Linked DNA regions of Danio rerio: region 2 is linked to region 1. Evidence: chromatin contacts called from public Hi-C data. All regions are on one chromosome and are shown on one strand. Each heading gives the region's core, a stretch centred on a gene start, on an enhancer-like site or on the middle of the called end of the contact. The rest is flanking DNA. Distances are from core to core; before and after follow the strand shown. Region 1 holds the start of fam20cb (FAM20C golgi associated secretory pathway kinase b). Region 2 overlaps fam20cb (FAM20C golgi associated secretory pathway kinase b).

Evidence for each region. A called contact is a pair of places that touch in the nucleus more often than the background predicts.
Region 2: a contact with region 1 is called in a Hi-C map of an unstated tissue, with 2.0 times the contacts expected there. The contact joins the enhancer-like site here to the promoter of fam20cb in region 1. A contact is called at or near these places in 2 of 18 Hi-C or Micro-C datasets (caudal fin and an unstated tissue).

Annotation. Positions count from the first base shown.
Region 1 is chr12:19,859,669-19,864,759 of GRCz12tu, forward strand. fam20cb (FAM20C golgi associated secretory pathway kinase b) reads left to right here and starts at 1,429. Exons shown (of 10, transcript XM_683800.10): 1 at 1,429-2,639; 2 at 3,099-3,274. The coding sequence starts at 2,122.
Region 2 is chr12:19,954,072-19,959,208 of GRCz12tu, forward strand. It overlaps fam20cb (FAM20C golgi associated secretory pathway kinase b), which reads left to right. Exons shown (of 10, transcript XM_683800.10): 5 at 4,575-4,690. Among named protein-coding and RNA genes, the nearest start is that of foxl3, 26 kb to the right of the region's middle. Within about 2 kb of position 1,845, at least 3 of the 62 cell types and tissues checked have an H3K27ac peak or open chromatin away from gene starts, as enhancers often do.

The sequences.
Region 1 (5,091 bases), core at 179-2,678:
AAAAAGTAACCCAACGAGGGGGGTTGTCCGTATTTATTTTAATGTAAAATTTTAAAAGAGGTAGTTCTTTCAGAAATAAACACTTCCTAATTTATTCACCGTCAGGTCTTCAAGGATGTGTGTGAGTTTTTATTTATTATTTTTTAATTGGATCAATGAAGAAGATTAAACCTTGCTGATTCATAAAATGCAGATCAATGGTGACCACTTAGAAAGTCAAAAACAACATACAGTATAGGTTCAACAAAATTAAAACTCAAGCTCCTAATGATATTTTGAGGTCTTATGAAGTGAAACTGGTGTGTGCAAGAAAGTAATAATTAACAACAACAAATTATATTTAATTATGGATGGGAAACACAGGAGAAACCCTTTTTGCAGAATATAAGTATTTTTTTATTATAGTCAATATTTTTTTATTTTTAGAAAAATTGTGAAACTATGTTAGTAAAATTTTTGATTGTTGTGACTACTGTCTTTTAGGCCAAAAGGTAAAACCATTTTGAAAGTTAAAAAAACAGTGACTGCTAGCCAGTTTTGGGAAAACAAGACATACTGTAGCAGGGTTAGTTGTAACAGGGTGTTACAAATTAGGCCACAGACACCAATTAGATGAACAAAATAATTTTACAATTTTGAGTGTAATATTGAGAGCTTTTTATATTAAAAAATGTTTACTAGAAAATAAAATACATTTTATTGATAATAATACAAATAAATGTATTGTATAATAATGCAAATAAATCAAAATGTGTTTATCCAAAAGTAATCTGCCTTTTTAATTAACCCTCTTTTCTGATTTGACTCACAGGTGGGGTAAATACTGCACAGAAACCATAGGTCTGGCGATCATACTTTCGGTGCTTATTTGTAGGAGAGGCTTGTGTGTTGTTGGTTAAAAAAATGGTTTGTCTAACCCCCTACTTTGGTCATAATTTTTCCAAAATCAAAAAGTGTTGCTTTGTGACCCGCTCTCCCCAATGCTTCTTTTTTCCAAAGTGGCACTGCCCTACAAAAATGTCTAAAAATCTTGAATGTTCATCTGAAAGAGTCACCTGCTTAGCCTACTGGATGGCCTGAAGGTCTGTAAATCTTAAACCAATGCCTTAAGCATATTTCTAGCCTGCTTATATTCCTCTAGTCTTGCTCAACTGCTTACTGACATGAAGAAACAGTCCCGAAATTTTCCACCAAAATAAGGTGGTAGAGAGCGGTTAGGGCGTGCGTGTTAAGCACATCTTAAAAAGTCATTTCAGACAATAATGGGCAGCAGTGTGTGTTCAGACGCCCTCTTCTTGCACAATCTGACGCTACAGGAAGAAGCGAGCCTGGGCTGCCTGTCCTGCCGTTTTCAAGCTCAGCCAATCCTCAATGTGCGAGGGGCTTCAGCATCATGATATTTAACACACCCACCCCGAACATCCGACCGAGGTATTTCCTCAAGCGCCTGTCAACGGGCAGACATCACCTTCACGAGAGCTGGACGAGCGGCAGGAAACGATGAAACTTTCTCCACATATCACATTTGTCGACGGACGGAAGGAGGTGCGATGCCACACTTTCTCGAGACCTGCCAGGGCTGCCTGCATGCGTCTCGTCGCTTTCACCGTTTGAACAGCCTCGATTCACACCGGATAAGACGAGCGAATGAACTTGTGCAGCTGTGAAAGGCATCTCGTGCGCTGTATGAAAAGCGGCAGATGTTTTCTTCGCACGCCGAAATGGACATCGCGAACGCGCACTTTTCTGGATAGTCTACTGTATCCGACGAGGCTTGACTTGTTCGCATTTCGCAGATATCTACTGCATACGAGCTATTAAATGGTCAAACAGACTATGAGTGACTGTGTCGCGTCTCGTCAACTGACCGCACGGGAGGAATTTAATCGCGAGCGCACGTAAATAACTGGATTATTGTTTGGCATGGATGTACACGAGCGCTTCACCGAATAAACCCTCATCTCTGCCCTTAAACTGGCACATGAAAACGGAGACGTTCCATGCGTTCCCCTCCTAAAATTGGGAGCCCGTGTTTTATGTACAGTTGGCGATGTAGTGCGCTTGCTCACTTTTATCCCTGACATTCCAAACAAGTCGTTTCTCGAACGCGAGAGCCTGAAGATGATCCTCTTTAGAAAATTCCGCGTCTTGATTTTGATGGTGTTTCTTATAGCCTGCTCCATGCACATTATGATAGACTTGTTACCGAAGCTGGAGAGACGGAGCGGTAGCGCGTGCTCGTGCTCACACACACCCAGCGAAGAGCCGCAGAACTGGGCTAAGCATCGAGCCAAGCCGGGATCAGAGTCCGGCTGGCCTAATAAACACACACTCCGAATACTTCAAGACTTCAGCAACGAGCCCAGCTCCAACCTGACCTCTCACTCGCTGGAAAAGATGATGGTCGGTGAGAGAGCCGAGGCTTTGAAGAGATTTGAGCAGCTGACAGGTGATGAGAGGAGGCTCGCGACGCGGGACTCTGCCTTCAAGAACGCAGCGGTCAAGGGTTCGAGGCTCTCGGCGCTGTTTGAGCATCCTTTATACACCAGGCCATTGCCTCCTTTAACTGACGAAGACACTTTATTCAATGTCAACACTGATATACGGTTTGACCCTAAAGCTGCGGAGAATCCAGAGTGGTAGGTTGAGCAGCTGTGTTTCTTTCTCACAAACATTAAATACACACTCTTCAGTGGAGACAAACAGCTGTTGCCCTTAAATAATACTGATATCTAGTACATAATGATAAAAAACATATTGTTATTATTATTAATATTTTATTACTGGTGTTATTGTATGTTTATTAACATTTTTGATAATTAAAATATAAATAGCCATACATGTATATTAATTATTTGTTATTTTATGTTGATAAATCTACTATGATTATACTATTATTTAAAAATAAAATAGATTATATAGTAGTAAAGTTAATATTGTATAGTCATAATAACCATTATTATTATTATTATTATTATTGTTATTATTATTTCTATGCATTGAATAAAAAACAAACAAACTTTAAAACACAAAAACACAGAATTGTCTATGCGTTTGTAAAATGGTATTACATTTAACACATTTTTGTATTTTCATAGGAATGGGGAAAGTAAAGATGGGGATTATGCGCCTACGGGTGAGATGTCTTCAGACTCCTACCCAAACTGGCTCCGCTTCCACATTGGGATCAACCGGTATGAGCTTTACTCCAGGCATAACCCGGTTATTGACGCAATGCTGAAGGATCTGGTTTCGCAAAGGATCACCAGTGTTGGTAAGTTAATATTTGAGATTGCACAACAATTAGTACACAATGAGCAGCATTGGAGTTGAACGCCATTCAGAGAAGTGATTTTTGGATTGCGTTTGTACAGTTGTGACGCTGATTCGAGTGCAGTGTTTGAGTGCAGATTTAAAAAGATTCTTTGAATGAAGTTTCTTCAAGATAATGGTTAGACTCTTCCTGCAGTCTGTCTGCGGATGCATCAATAAAATTGGACTGAGATTCACTGCTAGTGGATTCCAGCAGGGTAAATGAATGAGAAGAGCGTGCAATTTAGACTTAATCAAACGCCATGCTGTGGAAAAGTATCTCCTGCCAGGCATGCATATCGTCAAGAAGAATTTTGCTTGATGGGATGCGTTTATGTGAAGCACCAAGGTCAACCTCAACTTATTACATGGTTCTCCTAAATTCTTGAATCTGATTGGATGATCACTTTAAATTGTGGGCAGAATATCTTTGTATTTTTAACAAGAAACTGTATATTTGACAACTGTCCCTGACCTCCAAACCACCTCATATTCTTCTCACATGATAAAATAATTCCTCAAACCAAAATATTTATTCCATTTATTGCCTTATTTGGTATACCTGGGTCAATAGAGAAGATACCTGATTTTGGTGTTTGTTTCAAATTTTATATATAATTTTTACCGGTCAAAAGTTGGGGTCAGTAGAATTTTTAAATGTTTTAAAATAAGCTTATCCTGCTCACCAAAGTTGCATTTTTTAAATAAAAAATACAGTACAATTTGTAAAATTGTGAAATGTTAATGCACTGTAAAATAACTGTTCAAATGTAGTTTATAATTTCACTTAATAGTTTATTTTAGTGACTTTAATGATGAATTTTCAGCTTCATTACTCCAGACTTTAGTCACTTGATCCTTCAGAAATCCCTCTAATATTAATAATAATAATAATTATTATTATTATTTTTATTATTATTGGTAATAATAATAAAAATAATAATGACTGGAGTAATAATTCCATCCAAAACTACATACAATAAGAAAGGAATTTTTAAAAATTGTAACCAATATTTAACAATTTAACTTTTTTTTATTTAATAAATGCCGCTTTGATTAACAAAATAATTTTATTAAAAAAACATGAAAAAAAAAAACTGAATCAAAACTTTTGTATATTTTTTATTTGAAATATTCACATATATCATATTTAATGCAAGTACGGTGTCTGTTGTAGCATTTGATATAAATAAATAATCAAAAATATGAGTGAAATACTTCCACTATGATTAAGTGTAGCATACTGTATATATGTATAAGAAAAATATACAATATAACAATCCTGACCCATTCTTATTAAATATACTTATATTATTATGAGTATAATATATATATATATATATATATATATATATATATATATATATATATATATATATATATATATATATATATATATATATATATATATTATAATTATATTATATTATATAATTATAATTATATATATATATATATATATATATATATATATATATATATATATATATATATATATATATATATACTATTATAAGTATAATTCTATTTAAGAATAAAAGATCATACTAAACGTTGTTATTTTAATTAAGTGATCAAAAGCTTCCTGCTGCCAAATGGCTTTCTTAAAATATAGTGGTAAATTGAATTAAAATGACATTTAATTAGTATTTTGGCCTATGCCCTGTGACCCTTAAATGAGTATTTGGTCACACTTTATTTATTTACAGGTTCTCACTATTAACAAACCATTAACCATGACTTTTAGCTCAACAAGCATCTAATTTTCTGCTTATTAAT
Region 2 (5,137 bases), core at 595-3,094, 95 kb after region 1:
TTGCCAAAATAGTAGCCTACCTGTCATGACAATAACCACATTCACCATCAAGAGGCGACATACTCACTCATCTAGAATTCTGCTAGCACAATCCGAAATAGATTAAATAAACCAAACTTTATGCGATAACTCCCTCCCTTCCGCTATTGAGCAATGCTGCGATGTTGAGCGCGTTAAGTTTCCACAGTTGAATAAGTGCATAATCTTGCTATTTATTTCACTGTTAATGCACTACTTAAAGTATTATCAGTGGCTGAAAGAGTACAGAAAAATCATACATAGGTAGAAGTGCTATCACTTGCCCAAAAATGTAGTGCAAGTAGAGTAAAAGTATCTGTTGTAAATATTACTCAAAGTATAAGTAAAAAGTCGCCCTTTCAAAAGTACTCATGAGCCGTAAGTATTACGCTGTAAAAAGCTGATGCATTTGCAATTTTTGCATGTTTGTGTAAACGTAACATTCTGTAGTGCATTTAGTTATTGCCCAGCAGGCACACAACATTATAAGACATTAATATTAGGTTAGATTTAGTGATGTCAGGTGACCAAAATTTAGTGTCTAGCCAGAGTCTAAGGTCAACGTTATTTTGATGCCCAATGACGACAACACATGATGTTGATATTTAATTGATTTTAGGTTGTGTTGGAAAGTGACCAAAATCTAATGTTGAGCCAACATCTTAAACCAACGTCATATTGACATCAAATACTGACATTTATTCATCAGGTATGGCAACCAAAATCCATCATCTGATAGACATCATAGTGGTAACGTCCACACAATTTCAAGCTGTAACATCAGTAGACGTTGAAATTTTGTTGATTTTAGGTTGGATGTTGTACATTGACATCGGACTTTGGGTTCTGATGTCAACCCAATTTTCATTTCCGAATAAAATGCAATGTCTCCATGACGTGTGTAAAGTTGATCTGATGTCATGTTGCTGTCTTGTGCCTGCTTGGTGTTTAAGGCCTTTTTGGTCATCACACAGTAAACATCCATCATCTTTTCATTGTCTCAGGGTCAATGCGTGTAAAACATTTTAGACATCTTTTAATGATTCCCAACAGTTTGCTGCATTTATAAAGCGCCCATGTCTTGAGGTAGTTCATTATGATGCGATTTACCTTCTATGTGTGATTTAGTTGGACAGGAATTACAGGACTGATTTTTCTAATCCCCAATAAACAAGAAGAATAAAGTAGTAACTGCAGGTTGAAGGAAAGTAGTGGAGTAAAAGTACCGATACAGCACTAAAAATGTACTCAAGGACAGTAAAAGTGCACATCTTTCAAACTACTTAGAAATTATGATTTCTGAGAAAAACTACTCAATTAACAATAGTTTGAGTATTTGTAATTTGTAGTATTATACTACAAAATGGCGTAGAATAGTGTACGAGTATGTGATTTGGGACGCACCTTATATAAAATAATTTTTCTCTAAAACTTTTCTAAATATCAACTGAGTTCAAGTGCAGGTTGTTATTTTTATTTTAAAGTGGGTGTCTCTGTCCTGGAGAGCCTGCGACTGCTATCTGACAACTCGTCATTAATGATCTGATTTGAGCGGAAGGGAAACTCTGATTGTAGACTCTGTTCTTTGAGGAGCAGGACTCTGAAATCACAACTTTTCATTTGTTCACAGACCGGACAGCGAGCAGAGGAAACTCTCTCTGTCATCTCTGTCAGCATGACTGGGCAATTAGAAGCTTCAAGTGCTTTTATTCTCTAGGCCTCGTCCATTAGCTGTTTGCAGGGAGATCTTTTTAAGTTGTCCTGTCAGCATAGGGTCTGCTCTCGCACGCAGGGGTGAATCACCTTTAAAACATGAATGAGAAATACTCACACCTAACTAGCTCAGTCTGGGAGAAAGACAAACATGTTTATTTAATGTTCAGGAATACATAGAGGTTTGTGCAAGGTCACATCAGTCACTAGGTTGTAAATTCTGATAAAAAAGTGTTATTTACTCAATAAAATATGTGTGGTATACAGTCAATAAAGGATATATAACAAATTACTCATTTTTTACAATGTGATGATTTAATATTGAACATCTATGATGTATTTTATAGTGTAGTCTGAGCGCCCTCTATTGGAGAAAAGTTAGTACATTAGAAAAGTTTGTTTGTTTTATAAATTTTTTGTGTTTAATTAAATTCAGCTAAATTGCCAAAATAAATCATCTGTTGACCATCACATCATTGTGAACTCAGCTAATCAGTTTTGCTATTATTTTAGTCTAACATCCATTTGTGCAAGAAAACATACAATCGAATGTAAGTGATGTCATCTTTCGTTGTTTTCGTTCGAGAAAACAGTTTACAGACTGATTGCAGTAACCCATTTAAGTTCAAAAACTAATCCTAATAAGTACTGTGAACCTAATTCATTTGAGTAAAAAAAGCAATTTGAGCAAAGTAAAACCTGATAAATGAAGAGAACTCAAACCAACTGAGTACTGTAAAACTCAAGAAGCAACTAAAACTGTATGAGGAAACTGATTGCAACAAACCATTTCAGTTAAAAAAACTAATCAATATGAGTACTGTGAACTTGCTCCATTTAAGTTGAAGTAATGAGGTATTTAATTGACCCATTGCCTTTAGCACTGAGTTCAAAACTCTTTTCATTCATTCATTCATTTTCTTGTCGGCTTAGTCCCTTTATTAATCAGGGGTCGCCACAGCGGAATGAACCGCCAACTTATCCAGCAAGTTTTTTCGCAGCGGATGCCCTTCCAGCCGCAACCAATCTTTGGGAAACATCCACACACACATTCACGCACACACTCATACACTACAGACAATTTAGCCAACCCAATTCACCTGTACCACATGTCTTTGGACTGTGGGGGAAACCAGAGCACCCGGAGGAAACCCACGCGAAGGCAGGGAGAACATGCAAACTTCACAAAGAAACCAGCTACCAGCGACCCTGCAACCTTCTTGCTGTGAGGCGACAGCACTACTTACTGCACCAGTGCTTCGCTAAACTCTTTTTAAATTAGTAGAATTAACTTTCAGTAAATTTTGAGTTAACTAAGCCCACTCGAACACGGGGAGAACATGCAAACTCCACACAGAAACGGCAACTGATCCAGCCGAGGCTCGAACCAGCAACCTTTTTGCTGTGAGGTGAACATGCTACCCTCTGTGTCACCGTGCAGCCCCCAGTTTGTTATTTGCCTAATAAATGACAATTGGCTACAGTTTTTTATTTAAAACTTAACCAGATTCCTATTTTTCTTTCTAATGATATATTTTGTTATAAATTTCTATTTTAAAAATAAGTATTTATTGATTTTACTTTATTCTAAATGTTAAGGAAATGTTTTGGTACATCAAAAAGTGTGGTTATGATGACCATCCGACAAGTTAATCCAGCTCAAAATAGTGCCTAAATTCAGTATTTAAATCTCATGAATAAATAGAAAATGAGGTAATTAAATGCAAAAAGGTCTACATTTTGAGAAAAAACAACCATCCGTTCCTTACACCAGGCTGGGTACAGGCTTTATACTGTATATATTTTTATTTCCCAAGTACTTTTTAAACATAATAATTTTAATAACTAATTTCTAATCTAAATTTTCTTTTGTCTTTACCATAAAGTCAGAGTAAACAACATTATTTATTTTTATATTTTATAGTTATTTTGCAAGATACCAGTATTCAGCTTAAAGTGCAATATACGAGGTTTATTAATTCAACTTTGCAAGTTGGGAAAATATTTACTTTTATTTATTTCTTTACGTTTTACTTCATTCGTATTAATACAAATGTGAATGATCATTGCTGGATCATTTAAATTCACAGTGTTAACATGAGTTAATATATTACAGAGCAGAATATTTTTACAGCTTTATTTATTTTTGTTAATGTTAGTTTAAAGCATTATCATTTTTCATTGCCTATTAGTTCATGGTGTTAGTTGATCCATTATTTAACATTGAGCAATACATTTTATAGCATTTATTTAACCAGGTGAATGTTAGCTCATTTATTTATTATTAGTATCAGTAACGGGGCATTAATTAATGCATTGATTATTACCTGACTAAGAGCAACATATCTGTATTCCATTTATTAACTACTTTTCTTATCCTTAGTAACACAGTTACAAAAATTTGTAGCTTGTTCATTTCAGTTCATAGTGTTTGCAATAATTCATGCATTATATAATACATTAACTGAGGAGAATAATTTTTTATGTTACTTCATAGTGTTAATATTAGCTATTGTTTCAGTCACTTTTGTTACACTTTATAATAACAGTTCATAAGGAAATTATAGTTAATATATTTAATATTTAAGATGACCTAACAACTTTATTTTTATTAACTAACATTCAGAAAATATTAGTGAATACTGTAATAACCTATTGTTCAATGTTTTAAATGTAACGCAACTACTGTAATTTAATTTACTGTAATTTAATCTATGGTTTAATAATGGTTAATATAATTTAATAATGGTTTCTTTTTAAATACTTTTGTACAGCATTTATTGATGGTTTATTAATTGCATGTTATGAAGTCAAAAACTAAATGATACTAAATTGTTTTGCAGGATCCTGGATTTCCGCAGAGTGCCGCCGGTGGCCGGGAGACTAGTTAATATGACCAAAGAGATCCGAGACGTGACCCGTGACAAAAAACTGTGGAGAACTTTCTTCATTTCACCAGGTAGGCTACTACATCCAGCAGTCACTTTCAATAGTATCTGGATGCAGCCTTTATGATGCAAGGTGAGATTGCATCACTCAGCGATGCAATGTCAGACATAATGCACACAATGGAGTGAGGGACGTCACTGTGATGGGTAGGGTTAGGGGTGGGGTTAGGTGAGCCCATTAAAAAGCATTGGATGCAGCCCAGATTGCTCTGCACCAGGTCTGCATCCCCTCTCATCACATTAGTCATCAAGGCTATAAATATTAGCAACTAACTGGCTAAAATAGCATTTATATTCAAACCCTGAGGAAAGATCATTTTGGTATTATCAATTCAAGCTACACTCTTTCTGATCTGTATAAAAAATCTTTGACATTTTATCTCTTTTGTGCTATCTTTAAACACTTTTATGTGGAGCGTATCCCATTAGCTTATCAGACTGAGACGCTGGGATTTTTG